Regions from separate parts of the Zea mays genome. Here regions 1 and 2 are each linked to region 3. A link is a contact called in public Hi-C data. All regions are on one chromosome and are shown on one strand. The core of a region is the stretch at or near the end of the contact, and the rest is flanking DNA. Distances in the headings are between cores, read along the strand shown.

Evidence for each region. Hi-C and Micro-C count contacts between places; a contact is called where the count stands out from the background.
Region 1: a contact with region 3 is called in a Hi-C map of ear, with 2.7 times the contacts expected there. The contact joins the promoter of LOC100285060 here to the promoter of LOC541969 in region 3. A contact is called at or near these places in 3 of 25 Hi-C or Micro-C datasets (ear, leaf and tassel).
Region 2: a contact with region 3 is called in a Hi-C map of ear, with 2.8 times the contacts expected there. The contact joins the promoter of LOC100283719 here to the promoter of LOC541969 in region 3. A contact is called at or near these places in 8 of 25 Hi-C or Micro-C datasets (bundle sheath, ear, endosperm and 3 more).

Annotation. Positions count from the first base shown.
Region 1 is chr3:54,659,766-54,663,438 of Zm-B73-REFERENCE-NAM-5.0, forward strand. It overlaps LOC100285060 (60S ribosomal protein L29-like), which reads right to left and starts at 2,141. Exons shown (of 3, transcript NM_001370693.1): 1 at 2,093-2,141; 2 at 1,875-1,989; 3 at 551-901. The coding sequence starts at 1,976. The coding sequence ends at 821. It overlaps LOC111591242 (small nucleolar RNA snoR128), which reads right to left and starts at 1,155; the gene lies at 1,061-1,155.
Region 2 is chr3:54,602,682-54,606,065 of Zm-B73-REFERENCE-NAM-5.0, forward strand. It overlaps LOC100283719, which reads right to left and starts at 1,947. Exons shown (of 8, transcript NM_001371961.1): 1 at 1,820-1,947; 2 at 1,512-1,755; 3 at 1,273-1,344; 4 at 867-934. The coding sequence starts at 1,628.
Region 3 is chr3:54,960,257-54,963,677 of Zm-B73-REFERENCE-NAM-5.0, forward strand. LOC541969 (R2R3 Myb transcription factor MYB-IF35) reads left to right here and starts at 1,377. Exons shown (of 3, transcript NM_001111622.1): 1 at 1,377-1,509; 2 at 1,593-1,722. The coding sequence starts at 1,377.

The sequences.
Region 1 (3,673 bases), core at 891-3,390, 300 kb before region 3:
AGCGCTTGGATTGCACAGACATAATTTACCTGTTTTGGATGCTCCTGTCTCTGATCAAGAGATGTGGGAAACTATCAAAGAATTACCTCCAAATATGTGGTGTTATTTTTTATGCACTAACATTTTGTTGAATATTTTGTATACCGTTGCAACGCACGGGCATCTACCTAGTTGACAATTATAACATTAACTCAAAACATACCATTTTAGGCATTTTTGCCTTCTAAGTAGAAGGAAGAAATGTCTAAAATAACATTATAATCAAGTAAGACATGTTTTAAGTTATATTTTTGCAAAGTCAATGTCACAAATGCCAAAAGTAAGAAACGCATTGTTTAGAGCTCGCAACTTTTAACAGTTAGGCTCCACTCTTCTAAAGTCTGTGTTCCATGCCCACACACCTTCAACAGTGGCGTCAGTCTATCCAGTATCCACTCAACCATCAGGTAACTGTTTCTCTAGCAGTTAAGTAGCAGCCGTAGAAGTGCGAAACTGTACAAACCTAACTTCAATTGCACTCAATCCCCACAATATAAAACATTAAGCCACATCTCAAAAAGGTTACCCTGCAACGCAACTTGTCTAAAAACAGACGCAGTCTAGAAATCCAAATTTCGCTGCCAAAGGCAAAAATAATGAACATAGCACAAGGTAATCCGTAATTTAAAAGGTAGCATGAACTTCAAAACATAACCTTCGGCAGCAAAAGGTCCTTGCCATCATACAGTAACACCAACTTAAGTTCCATCTTTAGCAAAACCCCAGGTCCTAAAGGTGGAACTGAGCTAAAAACAGAGGAAACAAAGCCATGCTTTCCTTCCTACTCCTCAGCTTCAGCCTCACCACTCTTTTTGTTGCCCTTCCTAGAATACCTCAGGTTCCTCAGGAACTTGGGGTCCATCTGCAAACATGGTCAAAGCAAAAGGTCAGTTTAAGAGCAAGAAACAATATGCATCTCAAGATGCTGTGGAGATGAAAATTTGGCAACAGTAACAGTTGTGTTTCATCTCAATACAAATAGGATCCTAAATGAAACGCAACAGGAATCAAGGTTGTGCAGTTGCTCAGGTAACCGCTCAGGAGGAAATCTGAACATTTCCCAAGTTCATAGAGCAATAATCTGCTCTCAAAAGGTGTTATGCCTCATCATAGCAACAACCTCAACCTCATCAGGAGAACTCTGGAGATGAAAATCAAATACAACTTCGGAGTTGTCTCCAAGGGAGACTAGTAAAATACTAGACTGGTCAACTGGACCAAAAGCATATTGAGATTATTTAAAGACAAGAAAAATACTAGCTGCAAGAATTCATACACACCATAGAAGCAAACGGGAACTAAATATGTTTTCAAAAGACAAGTAGAAACAAATTATAGCAAAGTAATGATAACCCTTCGAATCAATGGGTTAGATAGAACTTAAGTGGGCTTGGATATAAAAAAAACTATGCACCAAATCCTTTTAATATCTGATTACCGTTGGCTTAGAACATCAGAGGACTTCACATTACCACGCTAAGAGACGTCGCAAAGGGCTTAGACATCTTTCATCCTAGGAACGACTAACAGCTTTAGCTAGTGCCGCGAGCATGAGCCACTACTAGCACCGTAACACGGCAATAGAACGGACGATGCCGAAAACAAATTAGCATCCAGGAACCAACTTCACAACCTGGATGGATTTCACCTATCCCGAACAACCATTAAAGTCGGCAGCTACATGATTCAACCTAGATGGATTTCACCTAACCGTAACAACAATTGAAGTCGGCGGTTACATGATTCTCGCATGAACCAATGACCGCCAGTGACGCAGCTGCACAATCAATCGAATGGGACGACGGGTGAGGAACGTCAGGAGCAAATTATCTTACCCCCTTGGTGGAGGTCTGGCGGTGGCGCTTGGGTTTCTTAATGCCGTTCTTGTGCGCCTTGAACGACTGGTTGTGCGCCGTGTGGTTCTTCGACTTGGCCATTTCTTCCGGATGCCTGCCAACAAAGTGCGAATCAGAGTAAGTGGAGGGGTGGGTTGACGGTGAAGACGAAAATCACACCGATTAGGATGAGATCGAGCGGGGTGCCTGAGAATTACCGAAGCGATGGCTCGCGAGAAACGAATGGTCTGGCGGCGGCTAGGGTTTTCGCGACTGGCGAGGGGGCAGGATTATGTAAGGGAGATAGGGCATGTGCTAAATTACCTGGTTGACCTCGGTGCGTTGCCCAATTTTGAGCGTGAGATGAGAGGGGTTTGCACGAATCGCAAAGCAGTTGCGTGGCTTGCTCGGGTTTATAATTATGGGCCTTTAGACTACGAGGAAGGCCCGATGGACTTCTGCAATAGGTTTCTGTTTATGAAGGTTGGACCGGAAACGTGAAAACGTCAGTGGCTGTTTGCAATGAAAGAAAACAAAAACAACGGAAGAAAATACGGGAAAGAGATATAAATACAATGATAAAACATAGGAACGAAAGACTGGAAGGGGTGTTTGAAAAAAATGGAGTACCAATTTTGAGCCCCAACAGCTACCCAACTATCTCACCTTTAAGGCCTTGTTCGGTTAATCCTGTTACCCATGTATTGAATGTGATTGGAAAAAATTAAGAATAAGTTTGACTTGTTTGGAATTTAAACTCACCCAATCTCACTCAATCCACATGGATTGAGAGCTAACCGAACAAACCCTAAATCTATACTACTCCTATTAAGAACCTAAAGAATCAACAGCTACACAACTATCTCACCTTTAAATCTATAATACTCCTATTAAGAACCTAAGAGCAACTCCAAAAGGATGTTAAAAATTTTACCCCAAAAACTGATTATTAAGAGTAGGCTAAAAAATTTTAAGAGTGAATCATGATAGGTACTCCAACAGTTCCTCTAAATGTGACATGTGACGCAATCTGTACAGTTGTCGGGAGGTTATGGATGATCCGATACGTTGAGGATTGGATTAGGGAGGGACGAAACACACCAAAATATGAGGAAGAGGAGACTGTGGATGTGGGACGCGAATTTTTTTGGGGATGAGGGAGCTGTTGGAGTAAGAAAAACTACTATTCTTGACTAATATCTGTTTTGGGTTAGTTTACACGTTTTTTTGTAGTTGCTCTAAAGAAGACATCCACAGTGCCCCCGCCCCGCCAGCCCCCGCACGCATGCACGTGCGCTCCTGCCTGCGCCCGCACCCTCGCCCAACACCTGCTCGTGCCCGTCGTTGCCACTCCTCACCCCGGCGCGCTAACACGCCAGAGAAACCGCAATGACAAATACCGTGATGAGAGCTAGACCAAAGTTCATCTCTCTTAATTATACTATAGTATGGGCATCACAATGACAAATATCGTGATGACCTTCCGGCCAGTCTAATACCGGTCTTTTAAACATACTACAAGCACTACAGGAAACGCATAAATTTTCGTGGGCCTGGCTATTTTCGTCGGTCGGCCCACGAAAATACATAGTTATTTTCGTCGGCCCTCGGGACCGACGAAAATTGCGCTTATTTTCGTGGGCTAGTACATATTTTCGTCGGCCTGCCCACGAAAATAGGAACGATATTTTCGTGGGCCCCGAGGCCGACGAAAATAAGTTGTATTTTCGTCGGTCACCAGGCCGACGAACATAAGTTGTATTTTCGTGAGCTAGATCAATGTTCATCTCTCTTAAATA
Region 2 (3,384 bases), core at 697-3,196, 360 kb before region 3:
CAAGAACGGACGGGCTTGACTCCTGTGCCAACGGGTGCAGGACAGCAGGGAGGAGTGAGTGCAGTGCAGGGCACGGCTTGCATTTGTAGTCCACTACAGCAGAAGAGGTGCAGCAACAGTGCGAGGGCATCATCATCTCATGCGGGGCGAAAGAATGATTGGGAGTTGGGACCCGGTGGTTGGCCTGGCTAACGGAAACAGCTGGGCCGGACCCACCTGGCAGCCACGCCACACACACACAAACACAGGGGCTCCCACCCCCGACCGCCTCGGGAATCCCGAAGAACAACATGCTGCGATAGACATAGACAGCTGCCCTGCCACTGCCACTGCCAGAATGGAATGTGCGCCAGGCCACCAGCACCACTGTTCGATCAGAGCGCTTTGGTCTCTTGCTTGGTCTGGAGATGGTGGCGACCGGATCAGGGGCTTGGGTGAGAGCGCATGCTGTGCTGCGTCAGCGGATGAGAACGAGGGGGGCCGCCGCCTGGGACGCGTCTTGGAATTTTGCTGGTGGGTAGTATGCGGATGCGACGACGAGCTATCAAGAGCGGGTGGTTGGTCTTGGTCGCCTAAAGTGCCCGTCGCGCTGGCAGATTCCGTTTAATCAATCGATGGAATGGGAGATAAAGATGGGTTGGCCAGCAACCGCGCTCGGTTCAGATGAGATGAGGTTGATGCCAAACAAAAATGAACGAAGGAATGGATGAATGAATGAAATGGGCGAAGTGGATGTTCTGATGACAGTTACTATATTATGGAACAACTACAGCTGACCAGTGACCACCTACAATTAAGCACAGCATTCGCCCTGATAGATAGCCTTAATGCGCACAGTTACCAGAGAGAGATAGAGAAGGAGGCACCTGATGGTCACCGCGACATCAGCAGGTTGGGTTTTCTTGGGAGGAACGGTGTAGCCTGGCTCAAAGTTCTGTCAGTAAAAAAAAGCACGGCTGTTAGACAAAAGGCGAAGCTTCACAATACTTGGACTCTGAGAAAGGTACAATACTTTGCTGCAATAAATAAATAAATAAACAAAAGCACTTTGCACGCTGTGATCAGCAGGGGAGACTTGCACGGGGGGGGGGGGGGGGGGGGGGGGGGGCAAATTGCTTAACCTTCATCACCCGGATCAAAATTTCCCCCGTCCAACACAAGCGGAGAAGTTGCGTGGATAAAACAGTGAGCGACGACGGCGGGTGAATAACAGGCGAAGGAATCTGAAAATTGCTGCTGGGCGCGATCGACTCGGGCGCGACGAAAACAAACCTGGAGGCAAATCTCGCAGACGGCGCTTCCCTTCTCGTCGCACCACCTCTGCACGCATCCCCTGTGAGCGTACTGCAGGCGCGAGGGGAGGAACAACAGACACGTCGTCGTTCAGATGGCTTGGCCGGTGCAGCGAGTTCACGAGACACGCAGCAGGCGGAGCGCGCGCAGAGCATCATCAGGTCATGCGCCGCATGCTGCTGTAGCCGCCCGCATAGAGGATAGAGGAGGACACATACCTTGAGGGAGCCGGAGCAGGCGCAGGGCGACTCCATGGCGGAGCGCCGCTCGTCCTCCTCGTCGTGGCAAATCCTGCACTGCCGCAGCGAGGAGGAGCACGCTTCCTCTTGCTCCATCTTCTTCTTCTCTTCTTCTTCCTCGCTCTCTCTCTCTGAGCCTCCGTGTCTCTCTGGTCGTTGGCTGCTTTGCCTTTGCTCCCTTCCCTCCCTCACACCATCCCCTCTCTCTCTCTCTACCCTGGACCTGGACGCAACGGAAATGGCTTTAAATAATCTGGAAGGAGGAAAGGAAGCGAGGTGGGTCCCACCTGCACCAGGAACGGCCGCGGCAGCTCGTAGTTAGTCCCGGTCCTCCGCGGCAGGCGTGGCTCTCCAGTTAGCATTCCTCCGGTGCGACTGCGAGCTGGGGGGGCTCGATGCATCATGCATGCGTCTGCCTCTGCGCCCGCTTCTGCGTCGATTTTTTTCCCCATACGCGTGTGTGTGTATATAGGCAGCAGTACTCAAGTGCTACTTTCCCCTGTGTCAGTCAGTCAGACTTCGTTCCTTGATGCGAACGGTAGTGGGCTACTCCGACTTTATAAAGCCTTTTTTTCTCTTTGCAGCGTGTGGTATTTTCTTAATAAGAAATTAGGCATCCAGATCTAAAGGTTATCGAAAAATCGTGGATTCCAAGTCGAATACGGTCCGAATTATAGAAGACAGTGGAAGAAAAAAAAAACAGAAGCGAAGAATCAAACCCGCTAATTCTGAATAGTAAGGACGCAAAATCCAACTATAAAATCGAGATTTTGACAACCATGTGAGATGCAGCCACAAGTGAGGTGAGGTTGTTAAGGATGGCCACCGGAAAAGGTTATGGAAGAGACACTCGATCGTTATGATGCGTCAGTGGCGGCGTATGGTAGTGGGTGGGTGTGTGGGTGGGTGGAGAGCGAAAAGGTTACCGTAACTGAAGACACAAAAAATAAATAAATAAATCCAGTAGTTTGATGAAATGTTCAAGGAGATCTCAAACTATTAAAACATCTTCTACAACCGGAAACACAAATGTTGAATGACCGAAAGTGGTTCACGTACGATCCACCACCCGTATAACTGGATTAGACCAACCTTAACCTACAATTGTTGTTACTTCTCGTTCTGAACTAAAGAAGCATGAGTCAAACACGTTGCCTTATTTGTACCTAAGTTTAACACTAGAGTCATACGTGTAGCGACGCTCGTCTAGCTAACACCGTCAAAGATGACCTATGATTAATGGCCCACCTATTTTCCTAATTCGACGGCATGCATGCCAAAGGGGAGTAATCAAATGGCGAGCACTTTCTTTTTTCTACGTGCCAAATTTTAAGTGGTGACGTGAGCCTTCCTCATTCATCTATGGTATGTTAAGACAACCATTCCAGCATCCCCATACATAAGACTGGTGTCAATGTTCCGTACACGTGTCAAACCTATCGGTCGGGCATCACACCCGCCAATGGTGTGCTAGCGTTGAGCGGCACAGGCGCAGTCTATGAGGTCGTCGACCAGCCGGCAGGATCAGTACCCACTGACCGCTTTGGAGTCACGATCGATCCATATTGACCAGTCCGTATCGCTCATCGTATTGCTATCATGGTCCGTAGCAATTTCAGAATGGAGAAGTGCTTGAGCTCATTCACACAACCCTCACTTCAGATGTCTATACCACCTCCTCATTCTTCTCTCAACCCTCACTTCAATATATAAAAGTTTTTTACCGTTGAGATTGGCAACTAGCATATGTAGGATGTGTTGAAATCATTTCTGATACCACTAGTATGTTATGTTCCTATATTTCATGCTTTGAATCATTCACTAACTTGGTTCACAATATTCTAAAATTTGA
Region 3 (3,421 bases), core at 127-2,626:
TAGTCGTCCGAACCTGATGCGACTGAACTGGATGACACCGTTGATCGAGTCAGTGCTTCCTCTAGTTATTGTAAGCACATGGCTCCAAATATACAAACTATATATATAACCAAACAAACAAGATTTTGTGCTGCTGTTGGTCACTGAAAGATGCCACAAGGCCATCATGCATGGGGGGACGCACATCCGCACATGTAGACTGCCTCTGCCCTCTCTGCGTGCATGCATGGGTTTGCAGAATCAGAGAAAGCACGTGGGGAAAACTGCACTCCGTCCGGGCCCAGCCAGCAATCACCCCAAATCGTAAAAACGAGGCATCAAAAGGCCGCACATATTCTGTTTCTGGGCACGTGAAAAAGCTGTCCGGCTTTCCGGAGCAAAAGAGAAGGGGAAAAAAAGCGAAAGGGGAGCAAGCATGCAAGTGACTGGAGTGAGTAGGAGATTTGTAATTCGGTAAATCCAAGCTCTGCTGCTGGTACAGCCTAGCTAACTGATTGATTAGCTAGTGTCCGGAATGTGACACAAGTTGCACATGCACCTACGCACAAGAAGGGCTAGGATCTTGTGTCACACGTATAGGGGCATGTGGTTTCTCTGCCCTTTTGTTTGAGGCCTTCGCTTTTACCCTTTTTGCCATACTGAACAAGACATGAGAAGACGCATCGTATCGTGTATGCATTAAAAAAAATAACAAAAAAGCTTACAGTTTTATTTGATTACTCGTGTTTCCTAGGTGAAGTTGGAAACTACTACAGGTAGACATTGAGAGCGAGGATACCGACGAGAATTGAAAGAGCTAAAATGTTTATACTATTTAGTTTTAAATAGAAAGATAATTTTAGCTCACTCCGATCCCTTCCGATGTTCTTAGCTTCAAACAAACCGAATATTCTTACTTGTAGACAAACCGCTAGGGCCTAGGGCGACGAAAACCCCTCCAATTACGAGCGTGTCTCTCGTGGACCTCCGGGGGTGCACGTAACGACGGGGTGCCCCCCCCCCCCCCCCCCCCCCCGGTCTTCTGTGACATTCCACGTGTCAGGCCCAGGGCCATGAATTCTCTGCGCAGACGAGCCGCGCCCACGACTTTTTGTTGTTACGTGCCCCCGGTGAAACGTCCCACGCACCTTTCCTGGTGTGCCATGTGTATGTATATAATGTGTGTAAAAGGTAGTATATGCACGGCACGGACGACACCAGCAGCAGAGCCCCGAGCAATCCCTTCTCGCCCTTTTCACTTTTCAGATCCAGCCAGCCAGCCAGCCATCCCACTCCGCACCGCATTCCTCGCAGTGGCAGAGCTTGCAGCGGTGGTCTCTTCCCCTTCCTCCTGTCTCCTCCTCGCTCGATCTCCTCTCCCAAGCAGCGAGAAGCGGATGGGGAGGGCGCCGTGCTGCGAGAAGGTGGGGCTGAAGAAGGGGAGGTGGACCAAGGAGGAGGACGAGGTCCTGGCGAGGTACATCAAGGAGCACGGGGAAGGATCGTGGAGGTCACTGCCCAAGAATGCCGGTACGGATCGAAGTGGCGAGTTTGTTATATTAGCTAGCTCTGTGTGTTGGCAATAGGGGGGCTGAGGCTGGTTTTGCTGGCAGGGCTGCTGCGGTGCGGGAAGAGCTGCAGGCTGCGGTGGATCAACTACCTGCGGGCGGGTCTCAAGAGGGGGAACATCTCGGAGGAGGAGGAGGACATGATCATCAAGCTCCACGCCACGCTTGGCAACAGGTACCTGTCCATGCCTATCTATCTATCTACTATCTGGCATTCGATTCCTTCAACCTCGAGCTGCTTGGGCCGTGTCCACAGTCCATCTTTTCTCTTTGATTAATTCCTGCGCTTAATCAACTCCATCCATGCTCTGGGCCGCTTCAGGGTTCAGAGTTCTTGCACGGTACGTAGTAGGGGGACGAAAAACCCTGTGCGCTTTATTATGCCACCGACCGACAGTGGCGAATCTAGGTCCAATTTACTTGATATTTTTTTTTTTCTCTCTCTCTCTCCATCTGGTGCAAAGTGAGAACGGGAGGGCATGTGCCAAGAAGCTCTGTTCCCCCCTTCCACTGAAAGAGAAGGAACCAAAATCAAATGGCAGAGGAACACGGAGTTGCCAAAACCAGGCCGCGCGTAGATGCCCCTCCCCCTCCCTTCAATTGTTCATTCAGATAGAGCCTGTTTGACTAGTATGCTATCTTTGTTCCATCAAAAAAAATATAGATGGTTGAAATGTAGTTTTAGAGACTAGAAGAGGTGCGGAAAAGGTCGCGGTTTTAGCAATGCCATTCCAGGATGTCCAGTTAGTGTCGTGGTGCACCCGCCGTCTTGCCGGCCGGCTAGGTAGAAACGTGGTCAAGACACATTTCTTTCTAGACGGAGACGGAAGAGGAGGAAGCCGCCCCCCCGTGTGCTTTCATGGACAGGATGGTCGAGCAAGCAAAAACCCTGCACACTGGACGGTCACCTTTGTCAATGGCCACTTTTTGTCATGGGGCGAGTGAGTGCACGGTACTTTTCTACGTCCGCCCTCGTTGGCCTCGTGCGCGCACGTAGAATGTGCCGCCATCGCCATGGAAAAGAAGAGGGCAGCCGCAGCGCAGGGAATTATTTCTTCGGTTTCTCTTTCCTCCGCGCCTCAATCGTTGGTCATTCCCATTGGCGGATTAAAAACAATCCTAAGGGCTAGTTTAGAAACCTCGTTTTCCCATGAGATTTTTATTTTTTTAAGGAAAATTATTCATTTTCTCTTATAAAAATAGGAATCCCTTAGAAAAATAGTGTTCCCAAAACACTATTTTCTAAGGGTTTTTCGTTTTTCCAAGATAAATTAGTTCATTTTTTTTGAAAAATTGGAAATTTCATGGAAAAATGGTGTTGGCAAACTAGTCCTAAATCTGCAACTTTAATAATCCTTCGTTCTGTCATTATTAGTACCCCTACTCGTTTTAGCTCTGTTTTTTTTTAATTTGAGATATAGACATAAAAAGAACCTAAATTCAGACGTCTAAACAAATTTTACCGAGTTGCAAAATGAATGAATCAGGACCCCCCTAAATTTAGCTCTGCTGCAGGCCGCTGGCAAGGCATGTAGGGCAGGGCAGTCGTTTGCCACGCGGTCCGGCTCGCTTAACACGTGGTTTGAATATATATTTTTTACTCAGACACGCGATAGAAAAAAGATGCCGGAGTTAGGGAGAGAAAAAGAAAGGGGAATATTCCTTGTCCAGCGAAGAGCTAGGCCACACCCACACGATATGGACTGCACTGCACGTACTGGGATATTCGGTATCCTGGTCACCCCGGCATTATTTGGACAATATATATATGTAGGGGCGGGTCCGCGATCCCAAAGTCGGACGCGCTACGTGTTATTTGGACGCCTGGAACCTCTCTCGTTTCTCACGTGGGACTATCGTACCCCTACTCTACG